2 separate regions of the Sus scrofa genome follow, and region 2 is linked to region 1. The links are chromatin contacts, called in public Hi-C maps. All regions are on one chromosome and are shown on one strand. The core of a region is the stretch at or near the end of the contact, and the rest is flanking DNA. Distances in the headings are between cores, read along the strand shown. Region 1 overlaps LOC110256901 (a long non-coding RNA gene). Region 2 holds the start of LPAR1 (lysophosphatidic acid receptor 1).

Evidence for each region. A called contact is a pair of places that touch in the nucleus more often than the background predicts.
Region 2: a Hi-C map of fetal skeletal muscle shows a contact between it and region 1, with 2.2 times the contacts expected there. The contact joins the promoter of LPAR1 here to the enhancer-like site in region 1. A contact is called at or near these places in 4 of 47 Hi-C or Micro-C datasets (embryonic fibroblasts, fetal skeletal muscle and subcutaneous adipose tissue) and 1 of 2 datasets of contacts at active chromatin or transcription factors (skeletal muscle).

Annotation. Positions count from the first base shown.
Region 1 is chr1:251,616,742-251,620,764 of Sscrofa11.1, reverse strand. The region is part of intron 5 of LOC110256901 (a long non-coding RNA gene); the gene reads left to right. Among named protein-coding and RNA genes, the nearest start is that of MUSK, 31 kb to the left of the region's middle. Within about 2 kb of position 2,009, at least 10 of the 83 cell types and tissues checked have an H3K27ac peak or open chromatin away from gene starts, as enhancers often do. A contact at or near this core is called in fetal skeletal muscle, where this site is marked.
Region 2 is chr1:251,976,167-251,980,189 of Sscrofa11.1, reverse strand. LPAR1 (lysophosphatidic acid receptor 1) reads left to right here and starts at 2,005. Exons shown (of 4, transcript NM_001244357.1): 1 at 2,005-2,038.

The sequences.
Region 1 (4,023 bases), core at 760-3,259:
CCACCGTTAGAGTTAAGCTTTAACACCCATGCATAGCAGATAAATTTATAGGCACAAAACATCATGAAAAGAAGACAAAGTGGATTCCAGGCTGGAAGGGCTTGAGTATTATGACCTGTTTTAATGTATCCACATATTTAATTCAAGGATTTTTTTTTTGTCTTTTTGCCTTTTCTAGGGCTGCTTCTGCGGCACATGGAGGTTCCCAGGCTAGGGGTCCAATCGGGGCTATAGCTGCTGACCTACACCACAGCCACAGCAACACAGGATCCAAGCCACATCTGCAACCTGCACCACAGCTCATGGCAACACCAGATCCTTAACCCACTGAGCAAGGCCAGGGATAGAACCTGCAACCTCATGGTTCCTAGTCAGATTTGTTAACCACTGAACCACGATGGGAACATTAAGGATTTTTTAATTTAAAAGATGTTCTGCTAAACTATGGAAACAAAAATAAATACTTTCAGAGATTAGTCTTAATTTTACCCATCCTGATAATGTTCCAGGGATATTGAATTTGAGCAGACTTAATTTTCCTTAGAATTCTGCTTTGAAAGAAGCTATTAAGCTATTACTATTAAGAGCTAACTCTGCTTGAGTGTTTATTCTATGCCAATCACTGCTCCAAGTATTTTATATCCATTAACTTATTTAATCCTCATTAGAATGCTGTGAGGCAGGCAGTATCACTGTCTTCATTTTACAGATAAGGGATCTCATTCTGTAATTTGCTCAAGCTCACATGGTTATTAAGAAGCAGAGTCAGGATTTCAATCTAGGGAGCCTGAATCCAGCACCTGTGCTTTTAGCCACAGCTCTGGGCAGCTTCTGGATGAACATTCATTTATTCATTTGACAAATATGTACTGAATGCTTGCAGAGGGGCCAGGCACTGCGGTGGTACTGAGAACCTTGTGGGACTCAAGACAAACATGGCGTCTGCTCTCCTGAAGCCTACAGTCTACGGGTAGATAGGACTCAAAGCAACAAATAAGTATTTAAGTGCAGATTGAAGTAGGTGCTACAAAGGGAAATTACAGTGAGCTCTGGAGTATATAACAGGGGCCCTTTCTTAGATAAAAAGACCAGAAATTTTCTCTCTAAGAAAGTGATAATTAAGGTAAGATTAAATGGATTAGGAAAAGTTAGTGAAGAATGGGGAAAGAATGTACCAGGCTTTGGGAAGAGCATGGCAAAGTGTTTCTAATCCCTTTAACAAGACCTCATAGGAAGATGGACAAATCAGGCTCTCGGCGCCATTAAAAATCAACTTCTCCCTGTCCTCTTGTTCCTATTTATTATAATTTGGCTTCTCAAAGGGTTTGACAAGAAGAAGAGAATGCACTGATAGGCAGATTTAGAGTGTTTGGTTATTGTAAGAGTCCCTTCTCCTTGTAAATTAACAAAGTCACATTTATATCAATCTTCACCACATTCTCTTCTTGTTACTGAATTTGTCAACTTCAGACCCCAAGCCTTCAAAGCGAAAGACCAATTCCACAAAAGGAATGATCTGGATTCCACACTAAGTTCCTGTTCAGCTTCCTGACCTTCCTTTGACGATTCAAATATATACATTTCCCTCGTGGTGAAATTTTATTAATATTCAATATTTAGTAAAGTAAAAGGAAGATGAATACTTTAAGGAAAAAAAGAAGAAGAAAGGTTGGGAGTCCATGATCCATGATTATTCTAATGAGCTTTATTGAAAAGAAAGTCCATCTGGGGAAAAGGTCTGAATGAAATCATGTTTTGAATATTTAGGGAATAAAACAAACACCATCTTGTCTTAGCAGTCATGTGCCGAGTGAGTCATGCTGGTATTCTTTTACGAGATTGTTCTAGTATAAAGCTGTAGTAAACTCTGCTAGTAAGTGTTTCCCCACTACAAGCCTGGAAACGAGACTTACTCATAATATTTATTTCTTCTCCAGAGTGCTTTTACAGACCTGAAACATCTGAACTAACAAAGGGCCTCCAACTTATAATATAACACAGCTGCTCTGAGGATTGTGTGCGTGCATATGTGTGTGCACGATGTATTTATTCATTTACGTGCCCTCTGGAGCAGGGGCAAGTTCAGTCCAACTGGAATTCGAAGTGTCTTTTACTGGGCATTTGTTAGACGTAAAAAGCTGGCTCATGTCTAAAGCATCTTCCAGGCAGGGTGCAGCTGAGAGCCATAAAAAACAAGATTGTATATTGTTTAGGGGCCGGGGGGCTGATGGGTAGCTTTTCCATAGGGGACAATTCGTTTTTCTACCATTGCAGCATAGTGCATTTATTATAAAGAAATGGGGATGATATGGAAAACTAGTATCAAAAGCTGTGTTTATATACTTATTGGCTATTAGTAATTATTTACAGCAAGATGGCCTCTAACACATGTACTATGCTTTTGATGGAGAACAAACAGAAATGGTTATCAGTCCACTATCCAGCTTGCTTTTTCTTCTTCACATTTGTCTCCCCCAGTCAGTTGAAAACAGCATGAGAGATCTTAAATGGGATCCAATTTAGGAACAGGTTAGAAGTTCTAAGAAAGTTGTTCTTCTTGTCTTTTCTCTCTTTTTTCCAAACCTGTTCATTCATTTAATTCACTCAGCATGGCCATCGGAATCCAGTGGTAGGTAGGTAGCTCTATCAGGGAGTTCAGTTTGGCCAGGGAGATGGGCGAGTACATGGGAAAGGATGACAGAGCATAATGGGGGTGAGGGGGGCATATGCAGAGCACTATTGGGAGAGCTGTGGGCACAGATGTGGGGTCTCACAGGAGTGAGACCTGTCTGAGGTAACTCTCCAGAGAGGAGAGTATTTGAGCTGAGAAGTTGTTAGCTAGGTAGATGTGAGATCAGGGAGAAGAAGCAGAGCTCACAGGAAACTGCCTCTCCAAGATGTGAGGATGTAAGAGAAATGTATTACTTCTTTTCTTGCCTAATTCATTTTTGCCTCATACCTTTTTATGAGTGCTGAGAGAAAGCATGAGACAAGGACTCAAAGGAAGAGGTGAAATAAAACAGAAAAAGGACAAAGACAGATGATGTTACCAACTGTGGGGAGGTAGCTACTTGACCATAGATGGCTAACATTGCCTTTCCCAGTAGCATGTGAAATTCACTAGAAATGAAGAAAAGGCTACATTCACATAGGAAACCAGGGAAGGGTACCATCCAAATGCTAGAATTTCTGTTAATTACAGGACACATGGGATCTACTTAAAGAAGCTTAATCAGGATTGACTTGCAAATCTCTTACCTTAGAAATTAGAGGCTTTCAAACATGAAGGAGAAATTCTGAATGCCATATATATATATTTATTTCTGTGGTCTTGGGCTTGAGTTGAACATGGACCATAAGATCAGAGGAAAAGCCTCCTCCTGGGGGTCTTAGGCACCTGCTTCTTACTAGTCTTCACTGGTGTAGGTGCCTTGGAAGAATCCAACAAGATTTGAGAGTGGCTAAGCCGAGAGGTCTGAGCCCTGGACAGCTTTATCAGGTTGCTGTGGGCAAACTGAAAACTCTTGCCAAAGTTAATGCTACTAACTGTTCAACATGCTAAAACGGGGGTGGGTGGAGGTGGGGAACAGTCTTCTGTTAGGTTTCCATGTCTTATGCTGCACCAGGAAAGCATTCCAGCCAGATGAGATGGAGTATCAGGCATGAGACTTTTGAGAGACACAGATGAGAAACTCTCTAGAAATGAGATTTACCTGCCAAGACTGCCCACTGCCCCAGATTCCTCTGCAACTCAATTTGGGCTAATGGGCCAAGGGGCTGGAGACCAACCTCCCTTATGAAAAACCTTGATGTTTGGAGAAATACAAGGTGGGTGTAATCACCCTTTTACTAGGGAGATATATAAGACCCTTATCAAAAGAATGAATAAACAAAAAATATTTCTTTCACCAAAAGTGGAAAACAACTGACCTTAAGAGATCTTGGAGTTCCCATTGTATCTCAGCAGGTTAAAGACCTGGTATTATCTCTGTGAAGTTGCACGTTTGATCCCTGGCCTCACTC
Region 2 (4,023 bases), core at 756-3,255, 360 kb before region 1:
CTTTCAGTATAGTCTTTCTTTTCTTACAAATATACTGTGGACTATACTATTATTTTTCGATTGTATAGTGGACATTTTCCTATTCATCCTTGTATTTTTTTTAAATTTTAGATCAGCTCTCATTATTTGTGTGATGAGAGTTTTTACATGCCTTTCTGTATGCTGTACATGAACATATTAGCCCTGTACATGTATTAAAATTTCTATTTTTTCACCTAGTCAGGATTATTGTAAAATAAATTATAAATTGGTAGGAAAGGAGAAAACGCAGAGTCATTTAAAGTTTTTTTTTTTTTTTTTAAACAAAGGGGTTTTGATAGATTGTTTGAAAAAGGAAAGAGCTTCAGATAGTAATTGACCAGCAGCCAGGGTTTCGCCCTGAGCATCCTGTGAAAACCGCAAGAAGAACTCAGTCGGGGTTCTAAGCAGTCACTAGCGGGACATGGTCAAGTTCTCTTCGAAGAATACCTCTTGAGAAGCCTGAGAAGTTTCCATCTCTTCCAAGAAGTCTTCCCCTCCCCGCCCGCTGCTGCTCGCAAGGACCTCGCTTTTACGCAAAGCCCAAGGTCACCCAGTTACCAGCTCAGCCCTCCCTCGCCGCCGTTCTGCGTTTCTTTCTTGCATGTACTCGTTTCACTCCTGCCAACTTCTCTGCCATACTGCTGTCATGGTCCCCCACGTGCCCTTTCAGGCTAGAGTTTACTTCGTTTTTTACCCTTAAGCAGCTACTTTTGTTGTGTTGTGGCTTTGGCAGTGGAGCGGAAGGCAGAGAATTGCCAACATCCAGGGAAGACAAGGGCAGGAGGTGGTAGGGGGTGGCGCGGCTTGAGAGCCCCCCAGTGGACTGGGTGTTGTTCCAGAACTCAGAGAAATCGCTGTGGCTGCCACTTTTCCTGAGAGCGATCGCCAGGCTTTCTTCCTGCGAGGCTCCCGCCCACACCTCCAGGTGTTCATACCCTCCCTTAATTACTCTTCTAAAATTGATAGTTTGCACTTGCAAAGTTACACTAGGAAAGCGGAAGGGAAGTTTATAATCATGGATATGGAGAACTAGAGGAGCACAGTCACACTTGCTTTGGCCTGCAGACCCAGTCAATCGAAAACTCAGAAATAGAAACGTGTACACCTTTCCGCCAGCAAAATTGACTCCGCGTTCTTTGCAACCTCGGCTTAAAGGCTGCGCTGGGAAAAACTGTGCCTCCCGGAAAGTTTGGAAACTGAACTACCAGAAAGGCCAGATATCGGGGGTTTTGCGGGCCCCGCGATGTTTTCCAGAGCTTTTCAAGTGGGAAGAAAAGAGCGACAAAATGAAAATGCAACTTGTGGGGGAGGCCCCCCGAGTCCTGCGCCGAGGTGAGCGCAGAAGCGGGTGGGGGCGGGGATCCGGAGCTGGAGGCCGTGGGTCTCCAAGCCCGCGGGTGGGTCGGGGAACGTAATGAATGGGAGGCTTGGGCTACCCCTTCGCCCCCGTCCCGCAGCCGGGGCGGGGAGTCCGGCCACTGAATGGGGGAGGAGGAGCGCAGACGGTAGGGGCTCTGGGGGCGTCGCACCAGGTAAGGGAAATGAGCGAGGGGGAGGGAGTCGGAGGGTGCGGGAGTTGCTGACTTGTGCTACGTGGAGCCGGCAGAAAAGAAAGAAGGCGGAGGAAGAAGGGGGCCGGCGTCGGCGCTGCTCCCGCGGCCCTCCCTCCGCGCCCCCTCCCCCGCCGCGCCTGCCAGCGCGCCAAAGCCCGAGCAGTCGGGGCCGAGAGGCCGCAGGCGCTCCCCGAGCCGCGACACCCCTGTCCCCCAGCGAAGCCCGCCCGGATCTCGGGCGGCCTGGGCTCCGGCGCCGCCGAGCCTTCCCCGGCCTCCCGGCGCGCGCGGGACCCCGGCGGGGTGGGCGCAGGGGGCGGCCCCGCTCCGGGCGACGGCCGAGGGGCGGGCGGAGGGCCGGGCTCGGCTGGCCGCGGGGCGGGGGCTGCGGGGATTGACCGCGCAGCCCGAGGCCAACCCCGGGGCGGCGGGAGTAGGACGCGCGGCGGCGGCGGCAGGCGCAGGTAAAGGGACCCGCGCGGCGCGGGGTGGCGCGGGCGGACGGTGTACCCTGGGCGCGGAGCCAGCGGCCGCTGCCCAAAGGCGCGCTCCGAGTGCGTGGTCCCGCTGCAGTTGGGCTTTGTGGCTGCGAGTGCGTGTGTATATGCGCGCGTCTGTGCCGGGTGTGGGTGGGTGTGTGTGCCCGCCGGCCGGCCGGCAGGAGGCGAGGCGCTCCCGGCTTCTCCGACCAACCAGTTGACCGAGCCCCGGCAGGGAAGTTGCTGCAGCCGCCCGGGTCATCGGCCCTCCCGTATCCCCGGGCCCCAGGCTGTGCGCGGTGTCTGCGGCTGGGACCCGCCCAAGTGACACGTAGGTGGTCTCCGGTTACCTGGGTCTGGGTGGGGTAAGAAAAGGCGGGTGAGGGGGGCGCTCGACTCCCCCCTCACCCCCCGCCGCGTCTTGGTGGACCCGGACCGCTGGGGGTCCCGGCGCCCCGCAGTGCGGAGCTCCTGAACCTCTTGCTTCTCGCCGACCGCGCAGCGGTCTCTCCCCGGCTGAGGACTTTAAATTTCCGTCCAGCCGCCTAACACGTTTTGCAAGTAACTGGGGAGTCTAAGGCAGGGGAGGAATCTGGCTTTAAGTTGGTGGTTTTGAAATGGACAGGCTCCTTTGGAGGGTGTGTGCGTGCGTGTGTGTGTGCGCGCCTGTGTGTAAGACTAGTTTGTTGTGAATGGATTTTCCATTTATTCTTGTTTTTCTTGCTGCCATTTGGACTTTGATGTGTAAGAATGACCGTCTCCTGACTTGTTGCCTTCAGTCTGGGGCCTGAGATTGCTGCTCTCTGCTGCTACTTTTCTTTCTTTTTTTGTTGTAATCTATGGAGTTTTCGTGAATGTGGATTTCCAGTGAGCGCTTGCTTGTTAAAGTGTCACTATGAACGCGTTGTTCCCACTGGAATAGATAGTTATGTACAGACTTGAGTCTTGAAAACAGGTAACTGCAGTGATTAGGGCAAAATCTTCTATTCCTTCAGGCTTTCACAGTCTGTGTTTTCATCTCTTTGCCTAAGTGTGGTTTGCCCAGCTTAAGTATAACTGTGAAGCCGGAGGTCTGTGATTCAAAGCTTGCAATTCCGGTTAAAGGGAGACTGCACTGGAAAAACTGTGAAGTTCATTCTCCTAAGGAGCTAGTCCTTTGTCAAACAGAGTAGTAAGCCCCAGGGGAAAAGGGTGCGTATTGGAGTTATGGCTCTTTGGACCGAACTAAATTGCATTAACACACACAGGCATAAGGCCATGTGGTTATTTCTGCCCTCGATTCTCCAATTCTGGGGAGGCCAGAGCATATTTACCCCAAATGCAAAATTGTGAATAAAGATCCAGCACTCTAAGATTGTAAAGCCGTGCTCTTCCTGATTCCATTTAATTTGAGGATAAAGAAACCAAGTAGCCAGAGAAAGAGGTAGTGTGTGCCGTGGGTGGGAAGGCCGCCCTGAGGGGCCAGGCAGGAGGACTGGGCTGTCAAAATCGGAGCCCACAGGCACACCACGTCCCCTAGCGGTGTGACCTTGACCAGTCAGGTCAGCTGTCCTTCTCAGTGTCCTCATCTGGAAAACAGAGGGGTTTGGTGATCTTTGCTGTTCCTTCCAGTTCCCCACATAACTAGAACCTGGTGGCTGGTTATCCCAGGGTAGAACAAAGGAAGAGAGTAAAGGGAAGGGTGAATAGGTTAGTCCAGCTGGGAGGAGGGGTGGGCAAGAGGGCGGAGGAGGTGGAAGAAAACCAGCAGTGGGGTGGATGCTGGGAGTTGAATTGCCCCCGTTTTTTCCTCTCGTCCTGCATCAGGGCCTCAGGACTACCCCTCTTCCCATCAGTCTTCCATTACCCATGTTATTTAAAGCCCGTGAGCCTACTTAACCTTAAAGTGGACTTGGAATCTGTAGTCTGACCTGACCACCTTCCCATTTGCTCCGTTGTCTCTCAAGAGGTGAGGTGCAATGAGTACCCAG